3 separate regions of the Mus musculus genome follow, and regions 2 and 3 are each linked to region 1. Evidence: chromatin contacts called from public HiChIP or PLAC-seq and Micro-C data. All regions are on one chromosome and are shown on one strand. Each heading gives the region's core, a stretch centred on a gene start, on an enhancer-like site or on the middle of the called end of the contact. The rest is flanking DNA. Distances are from core to core; before and after follow the strand shown.

What was found. A called contact is a pair of places that touch in the nucleus more often than the background predicts. HiChIP or PLAC-seq counts read pairs in DNA pulled down with a chosen protein or histone mark.
Region 2: a Micro-C map of embryonic stem cells shows a contact between it and region 1, with 1.9 times the contacts expected there. The contact joins the promoter of Tcp11l1 here to the promoter of Platr14 in region 1. A contact is called at or near these places in 1 of 39 promoter capture datasets (the HPC-7 cell line), 1 of 484 Hi-C or Micro-C datasets (embryonic stem cells) and 3 of 9 other capture datasets (adipose tissue, liver and pancreatic islet).
Region 3: an H3K27ac HiChIP or PLAC-seq map of embryonic stem cells shows a contact between it and region 1, with 5 read pairs. The contact joins the promoter of Depdc7 here to the promoter of Platr14 in region 1. A contact is called at or near these places in 2 of 115 datasets of contacts at active chromatin or transcription factors (both in embryonic stem cells) and 1 of 9 other capture datasets (pancreatic islet).

The regions. Positions count from the first base shown.
Region 1 is chr2:104,557,744-104,560,443 of GRCm38.p6, forward strand. It overlaps Platr14 (pluripotency associated transcript 14), which reads left to right and starts at 1,441. Exons shown (of 4, transcript NR_040322.1): 1 at 1,441-1,463; 2 at 1,981-2,232.
Region 2 is chr2:104,710,794-104,713,493 of GRCm38.p6, forward strand. Tcp11l1 (t-complex 11 like 1) reads right to left here and starts at 1,369. Exons shown (of 10, transcript NM_177190.5): 1 at 1,183-1,369. It overlaps Gm6306 (predicted gene 6306), which reads left to right. Exons shown (of 1, transcript NR_166704.1): 1 at 1-2,110.
Region 3 is chr2:104,741,203-104,744,133 of GRCm38.p6, forward strand. Depdc7 (DEP domain containing 7) reads right to left here and starts at 1,655. Exons shown (of 9, transcript NM_144804.2): 1 at 1,480-1,655. The coding sequence starts at 1,552.

The DNA of each region.
Region 1 (2,700 bases), core at 191-2,690:
CAATGAGATTCAGCCATGTTTCCTAGTTCAGGTCTTTTTATCTGCTGCATTTTTTATCCAGACAGGCTCTCTAAGTCAGGCCAGCCTCAAACTAGATCCTTAGCTGAGGCTGTCCTTGAACTCCTGATCCTCCAGCCGCATCTCTTGAGGGCGGGGCCTATGGAGTATGCTCCTGTTCTTGGCTCCTCTTGCACATTCCACGGGTGCCCGTATCCCAGTTACCTCTGTGTGTTGGCTTACGTAGTCATCCACATGACCTTGCACGTGTATTTAGGGTGTACAGTTCGGAGTGGATCCACTCCAGATAGAGTATGCACACGTTTAGCTTGCTTAGGACAGGCCAGCTTAGGGAGGGAGAGATGGGAGATCACAAGTGCAAGGTTATCCTTGGCTACATAAGGTGTGGGAAGCGATGCTGGCTCACACTGGACCCTGTCTCCAAAACCCAAAGTGGGCCAGGTGTGATGGCACAGGCCTTTAGTCCTAGCACAGAGGCAGGTAGATCTGTACGTATGTGTTTAAGAACAGCCTGCTCTACGTGGCAAGTTCCAGACCAACCAGAGCTACATAGACCCTGCCTCAAAGACAAAAACAAACTAGGGAGCTGGAGGAGAGCCCAGTGGTTAGGAAGTCTCTCACTGTAGGGAGTTGGAGAGAGAGCCCAGTGGTTGGGAATTCTCTCACTGTGACAGCCTTGGTTCTCTATCTGTCTGAGTCATTTCCACTCCCGTGAAAAACCCCTCACCCATATTCCTGAACATAAGCCTAGTAAAGCTTTATTGGTTCACAAAAAAAAAAAAAAAAAAAAAAAAAAAAAAAAAGAAAAGGAAAGGAAAGGAAAGAAAAGAAAACAAAATCGATTTCAGTAAAAAATAAAATAATAAATAAAAGCAAACGCTTTCTTTCGTAAGTAGCCTTAGTCATAGTGTTTTATATCAGCAATTAAATAGTCACTAATGCAGAAGCCTTAATGGATTTTGTGGCTATAAAAGGCTTGACATTAAAGTGTCCTGAAGAGGGGGGTTTGTCTTCAGAGAAGACTCAGTCATCCTTGAGGGTTTTCCCTGTGCTGTTGGGATGTTTTCCCTCAGCTTAAACCAAAAACAGTCTTCAAACAAACAAACAAAAACCAAAAAACCTACCACGCCCAAGGCAACTTACAAAAGAAAGAGTTTACTTATTTATTTTCCTTGTATTGAGATAGACTTTTTTTTTTTTTCTCTCACATTACATATGTTGTGGATGGCTCTGTGCTGCCTGTATTTTATGTTAATTCTGCTCCCCCGGGAGAGACTGCCTGGAATGAGGAATGAGTTATCTGCACAGGTGGCTTCTTGTGAACCAATCCCTTAAAGAATAAAGGAGCCAATCACTGGGTGAGTAGGCGGGACTTCCGGATTGGTCAGAGGAAGAGAGGAAGCAGGAGAGAGTTTTAGGTCTTTTGGAATGGGGACAGCATATATGTAAGATGTAGCTGCTAGAGTTTCCCGGTATCATGGCGGATGTGTAAGGATTCGCCACCAGAGGAATCAGATTTTAATAAGGCTTACAAGATTAGGTTTTAGTTGTTGTGCCCAGAGATTGAGTTACCATTGTTTCTGAACTAAGTTTGTGTTGGCTTTCCCTTCACACAGTGGGGGCGGCTCATCTGGGTTCAAGAGAGAAAGGTATCCTGTAAAGCATGGGTGTGCTAAATGTGCAACACAAAGGTTGTGGGGGATTTGAAGCACAGGTGGGCTTGGTAAGGACCCACCAGTGGGAACCTAGGGGGCTGGGTGGAGAGATTGTGGAGTTCTGAGTCAGAGTCTCCATGAGATAAAACAAGTTGACCAATGCCTGACCAGACCACTGGGGCAGAGAGTTGCTGGCACAAGCATGGGAACGTGTCAGTTCTTTTTTAATATTTCCCACAACAAATATATATCCTGATTACAGTTTCCCCTCCCTCTACCCCCCTCCCCGTTCCTCCCTGAATTTCAGGGTTCAGACTACAAACTGCTTCTGTGTGACTAAGAGAAGAAGAATCAGAGTAAAGAGAAACATACTCTCTTAATCTCCGAAGATTAACGGCAGGAGGAGCTCTAGAATTTCACAAAGGTGCTGTCAGGACACATGAAAATCTAGAGAAAAAGACCAGCTTGAAGAGACCAAAAAGAAGAAAGCCTGCCAATCACATCCTCCAGAGATTCTGAGACACACACACCCCTGGTGTAGGGGGACACCATCTGAAAGGTAAGCCAGCCTTGGCAGAAAGATGTGTGGGCCTCCCACAGCCTCACAAGCCTCCAGTCCAGTTGTGGGTTTGTTTTGGTTTTTTGTTTGTTTCTCCAGCAGATGAGTCAGCAAAGGAGAGGAATCCTGTTTTGCTGCCAATTGATATGACTTGGAGAGCAATGGTTAGAGGCCATCCCAAGACAAAAACTATTGTGTAAAATCAAGAGAGCATGGGGGCTTGAATGCAGGGAATAACCACAAACCAGGAACCTGAATGTAGTCTGATCCACAAAGAGAGATAACCCTGGAAGGCAGCTGTGGAGAGCAAGAGGACCAGATGTTGACTAGCCAAACAGTGTAGGTGGTGAGATGTTAGACTCAGTGAATCACACAGGGAAAGAAAGCTGGGTCCTCCATGACTAAGAACATACTGAGTCCACCAACTGAAACTGGCCTTGAGTTTGATAGTCTGAATCTGAGCTCAGC
Region 2 (2,700 bases), core at 119-2,618, 150 kb after region 1:
CAATAGGGATAGGAAGCTGAAAACAATCTAATCAGAGACGGACAGGCATGCTTGCAAGGAGCCACAATGAAACTCAAATTAGCATGACGCTGCTATTCTGAAGAGGAGGAAGCTGAGAAAACTTTCCCAGAAAAGATGACATGTGACCTGTCTTTGAAAGGAGTAGAATTTCACCAAGTTATAACGTCGGGGTAGGGGTGAAAGGAGGGGGGTTTTCATTCCTCCAGCAGAAAAGCCAGTGGTGCCTGAAATGGAAAAGTGGCAGTAAGCAAAGATGGAAAGAGGAATTGGGGGTCTGGTGGGGAAAGCGCTAATTTGTACTCTAAAAATGAAATGAAAAGCTTTGTCTAGATTTTGAACTTCTCAAGAGCCAAGATCAATCATATTCTCCATAAATGCTCTATTAGTATACCCCTAAGCCCCCAAGCCCGGCAAACAGATACTCATTTGTTGACAGACATAAAACCCTGTGTCATCTGTGTGATGTCACTGTTAGGAGGGGTTGTTCAAGGTGTTTTGGGTAGCACTGAACCTGTGGTTTAAAAGTGACAATAACTTCAGTAAAAGTGGCCCATTTTTCTTAAAATGTCCTATTCCCCCATCACTACTGAGGTCTCATTCTGTGTCTTTACTGTGGCTTCAGTTTTCTACAGTTAAGTGCCTCCTGGTTTCCTGCATAAGGGTACCCTGCGGCCACAGACTGCCACACCACCACCATTCCACACTGGCAGCTATAATTAAAGAGTAGTAGGATTATGGGGGGGGGGGTGCTATTTAATTGCTCTCATTCATTCACTCAACAATCATAAAACCCTATGGTACCTAACCAGGAAACCGAGGGGGAGGATCCTGGCACGGGGACCGGCATCTGTCGGAGCTGCACGCCGGCCCAAGCTGAACACAAAAGAATCCTCCAGAAAGGGTCTTTCAAGCGAAAAGAAAAGATCTCTGACCCCCGGCGCCGGGAACCGCGTTCAGATTTCGTCGTAAACAGCTGTTTCGGTCGGCGAGGGCAGGGGCGCGCCGGGGAGTCCGGCCTGGAGGGTGGGCCTCACCCATCCCTGTTCTCCTCCTCGCTCCACCCTGCATCCTCGGGACCCGACCGGCTGGGAGAGGTCCAGAAACCGGAGCGCTTTCGCCCGGTGGATCCCGGGCCGGCCCGCCGGCCTCTGCCCCGCTCACCTGCCGCGGCGTCGGCGACCACCCAGGGTCACTCCGGCTGCGAGTACCGCGGGGTCCGCGACGCGAAAGGGGGGGAGCGATGCGCGCCGGCCTGGGCGCCTGGGCCTCGACCCCCGCCGGGGCGCCTGGCTCTCCCCGAGCTGCGGGCCGTCCTCTGTGCCCCGCGTCGGTGGGCAGCGCCGGCCGCGCTCAGTGCGGGGCGGGGGAGGCGGGATGCGCCTGCCCAGCGTGGGCGGCGCCATGCTCCTGTACGGACCGGCGGCCGGCTCTCCCGCTGTCACCAAGGGGCTCGGGAATCTGGCGCTCGGAGCTGAGCTTCACTACGTTTTTGTGTGGAAAGGCTGATGCGGGCCCGGGGAGGGGGGCGGCCGAGGGAGTGCGGTGGCCCCCGGCTCGAAGTCGCTCCGGCCGCACAGGGAGGCGCCATGTTGAGGTTGGGCAAAAGCGGAGGCGATGGCGCGCAGTTAAAAGTGTGGTAAAGCGCAGGGCGCCTTAGAAGCTACTTTCCCTGCCAGGACTTTGAAAACTGAATATTCCATCAACCAGGCCAATCTCACTCCCTTGCCTTCATTTTGGACACCCACACACTCACAGGCTCCTTTTGGATTCTGAGCCCTGGCTTGAGCGGTCCCTTCGAAGTGTTTGGGTGACCGAGGCTTCAGCTTGATATGAAAAGAGGCGAGAGCAGCGGTTCCCTAGCTCAGCCCTTGGAGAAGTTGCGTTCCAGAAAGGAAGATCATTTCCCCTAAATATCATGTCCCTGGGTCCATAAAGTTGGGGCGGGCATGATCATTGTTGTACAAGAAAAAAAAAATTAAGCCAACAAAAACATCACCCCACTCCAAGCCTGGGGCGCTATAATAGCTAACTTCACTAACAGAAATACTTTGTCATCTGTCTCTATCTTAAATAAAAGATAGGAATCTTTGCTACTTTGTAGATTCTCCTCCCCCACTCCTTCCCCCTCTAACACTAGACCGAAGAGAAATAAGCATAGAGGGGAGAGACAGAGGACAGAGGGGGTGGGGGTGGGAGAGGGATTCTTGATTGATTGATTTGGTTTTTCGAGACAGGGTTTCTCTGTATAGTCCTGGCTGTCCAGGAACTCACTCTGTAGACCAGGCTAGCCTCGAACTCAGAAATCCACCTGCCTCTGTCTCCCAAGTGCTGGGGTTAAAGGCGTGCACCACCACGCCCGGCTAAGGGATCCCTGAATTTAATTTCTTTCCTTTTTTCTTTTTTTCTTTTTTTTTCTTTAAGCACTACTACTAACAAACCGCATATGTAAACTCCGGGCCCCACCTACTGTTTATATATCACTGAAAAGTTTCCAGAATTCCCAACTCACACAATCATAGAAACTATTTGCAGCTCGCAAAACGGAGCTGGAGCTCGAGGCAAATCATTGTCCGCTGTTGCAGACAGTCCTAAGCAGTTCCCCCATCCCTATACCTGGGATTAAAATGAAAGCACATTTTAAAATTTGTGGTTTTGTTGGGCTTTTTTTGGTTTTTGGAG
Region 3 (2,931 bases), core at 405-2,904, 180 kb after region 1:
ACAGGGAATGGCAAGGAACCAACCCCCAGGCTCCCATTACCTCCATCAGAAGGACTGTGACAAAGCAGCGCAGGGTGGAAGAGGAGTAAATAAACAATTAGCAAATCGGAATCCCAGCTGCAAAGAGCAGCTGGAGCCCACAGCAGCCCCCTCAGCAGCCCCCTCAGCAGCCCCCTCAGCCCTGGGTGCCTGATGCTGAGGACAGTAAGTGAGCGGTCTTTTCCTTCAGTGAGAATCTGCTAGCCACACAGGTCAAACCTTCCCACAGTGAGTCAGCTAGCTACCCAGTTTTAAAATGCATTCCCTCTCACCACCTAAAAACCTGTTCACAAATGTCCAGAGCCCAGAACTGACATTTCAGCTGTTAGGAAAGACCTTCCGAGTTAAAGTAGGTGAATTTGGGAATCCCATTTACCAGAGAGAGCCTAAAGCTATCAACAATTTCCAGTGCCATGTCAAGTGATAAAGTGATCAGAGCCTGTTAGGTGAGAGCAGTAAGTGGTCAGATCTTGTTTGCTGGGGTTTTTTTTGTTTTGTTTTGTTTTTTGAGACAGTCTCATTTTTTAACTGTTTGGTTTGGAACTTTCTGTGTAGAGCTGACTTGGAACTCAGAGGCCTTACCTCTCTCTGCCTCCCCAGTGTAGGACTGAGGGCTTACACCTCTACAGCTGGACTATAGGCCGCTTTTATAATCTGTACCGAGAAAGCAGTTCTCTAGCAAAATTCATCATTAAGATCTTGGAGATTATGTGGAGCATTGATTAGTAAAGTCAGTCAAACACAATAGCTGGGACCACTGAGATACACTTTTCTGACCTAGGGGAAGGAATCACTGTTTCCGCAAGTTGGCATTTTACAAATGAAAAGCTTTGGTAGAGAGCCAATTTCTCCAGCTCTCTATCCCGCAGTTCCAGAAAGGGGGAAAGGTGGCACCTTATCCAAACAAATCCAAATATCTCCTTATTTGCAGAATTAAGAGTCAGAATTTTAGAACGGATTATCGGATTCGGGTCAAAGATCTTACACCCGCCCTCAATGATTCAATACATTTGTCTCCCAAAGTCATGTAACTATCAGATCAGGGGTTGGGGGGGGGTGATGGGGGCTTCACTGAAACATTGCTTGTAGCGAAAGTGTTAAATTTACACAATATTACTTCATCTCCTGAGTCTGGGAGCCACCGACCTCTGATCCCACCATGCAGTCAAGAGTTCGTTCTCCAGACGCTGGCCAGGAAACTATTCAAAATTCCGCGCGTGTCACAAGTCAGGCTGTGGAGCCTAACCCCCACTGCGAGCGAAGTTTGGTAAAGTTCCTAAAACGCCGAGCTCTGGCTGCGGCGGGGTCCGTGGCCCGTGGCCCGTGGCCGGCTGCCCACCCAGGAGGAGAAAGCGGATCCTCGCGGCCGCGCAGCCCGCGGAGCGCACCGCCCGCCCACAGCCCGCGCCCGCCCCACGCTGCCGCGGCCCTCCGACCCACCCGGAGGTCTCTGTGCAGGGCTGTGCAGAGCCGACAGGTTCAGCGCCGCCGCCTTCTCTCGAACCGTGGCCATGTCAGCGGCGGGCTGGACTCCGTGCCCGCGCCGCCGCTGCTGCCGCTGCTCCACAGACTGCGCGCCCGCGCCGAAGCCTCGGGTTAACTCCCGGGGAGCGGGGCTCCCGGCGGGCTCCGCCCCTGGCGATCACGTGTTTCACAGACTGGCTCCAAGCCTCTGCGCTCCAAAACGCCCCAGGCAGCTCCAGGCGGGCGGTGTCCAGGTAGAAAGTACTTAGGCATGGCTTTTCCAGTGCTAGTCGGTACTAGCCCGGGGCTAGACCCGCTGAGTCCCAAGGTGTCCCTCCAGGATCTGCCCTCGCTCCAACCGGAGTCTTATTGCTCCAGGTCTCAGTGCTTTCTGCTCTCACCTGCTAGTATTAGGACCAGGTTGGCTGGGCTTTTAATGAGAATTACCTGAACCGACATTTAGCAATTCGTATTTGGACCATAAATGCTCCCAAGTGTGTCAGGATAATAAATACTTGGAGTTTTTTTCCTTCCTGTCCCTCTAAAGAACAAACAAAACCTTATCTAGCCTAGGAGAGCAATGTCTAGAGGTCAGAGGACCGCAACAACAAAGATCATGGGGCTTCCTGCCAAGGAAATCTGTGTTGATTCTAAATTAACCCTGGGTCTGGTGAGCACCGGGAAGGGGAGCATGGAAGAACAAACTGGAGGGGGAAGGAGAGAGGGTTGCTGCTGGGAGCGCTTCAGTTTCTTGGGTAATTGAGGTAGAGAAACCAGGGACCCAGTGCTGGGTTAAGTCGGCAAGGTTGAATGATGTTGGAGATCATTAACCTAGCTGACGGATGCATGACCGTCCCCTCCCTTCTTCTTTTGAATAAAGTCAGGGTCTTTCTATATACCCTGGCGGTCCTAGAATTTGCTCTGTAGAATAGGCTAGCCACGAACTCGAAAATCTCTGGCTACCTCTATCTCCTGAGTGGGAATAAAGGCATTTGTTCGCAACTGTTGCCCTTTCTATAGATTTCTACCTCTTTTGGGGGGTGTTGTGTTTTATAAAAAAGAAGGAAGGGATATGCTTGGTGGAGGCGTGGTATGTTGTGGTAGAATGGTTCCTCTGCAGGCCCATGCTGAGGTATCCGTTCCCCCTGAGATACCAGTCACACAAGGAGTATAGTATAGAATAGAGTTTGGGGAGGAGTTAAGAGGGTAAGGGAGAGAGAGGGGAGGGGAGGGGAGGGGAGGGGAGGGAGGGGAGGGGAGGGGAGGGGAGGGACAGAGAGGGAAGAGTGTAAGATGGTAGGTAAGAGAGTGAGGAGGCGTCAAGCAGCCCCTTTTACAGTGAGTCAGGCAGGCATACCTGGCTGTTGCCAGGTAACTATGGGGCAGGGCCTAGAAGAAACGCTAACTGGGGGGCGGGGGCTAGAGAGA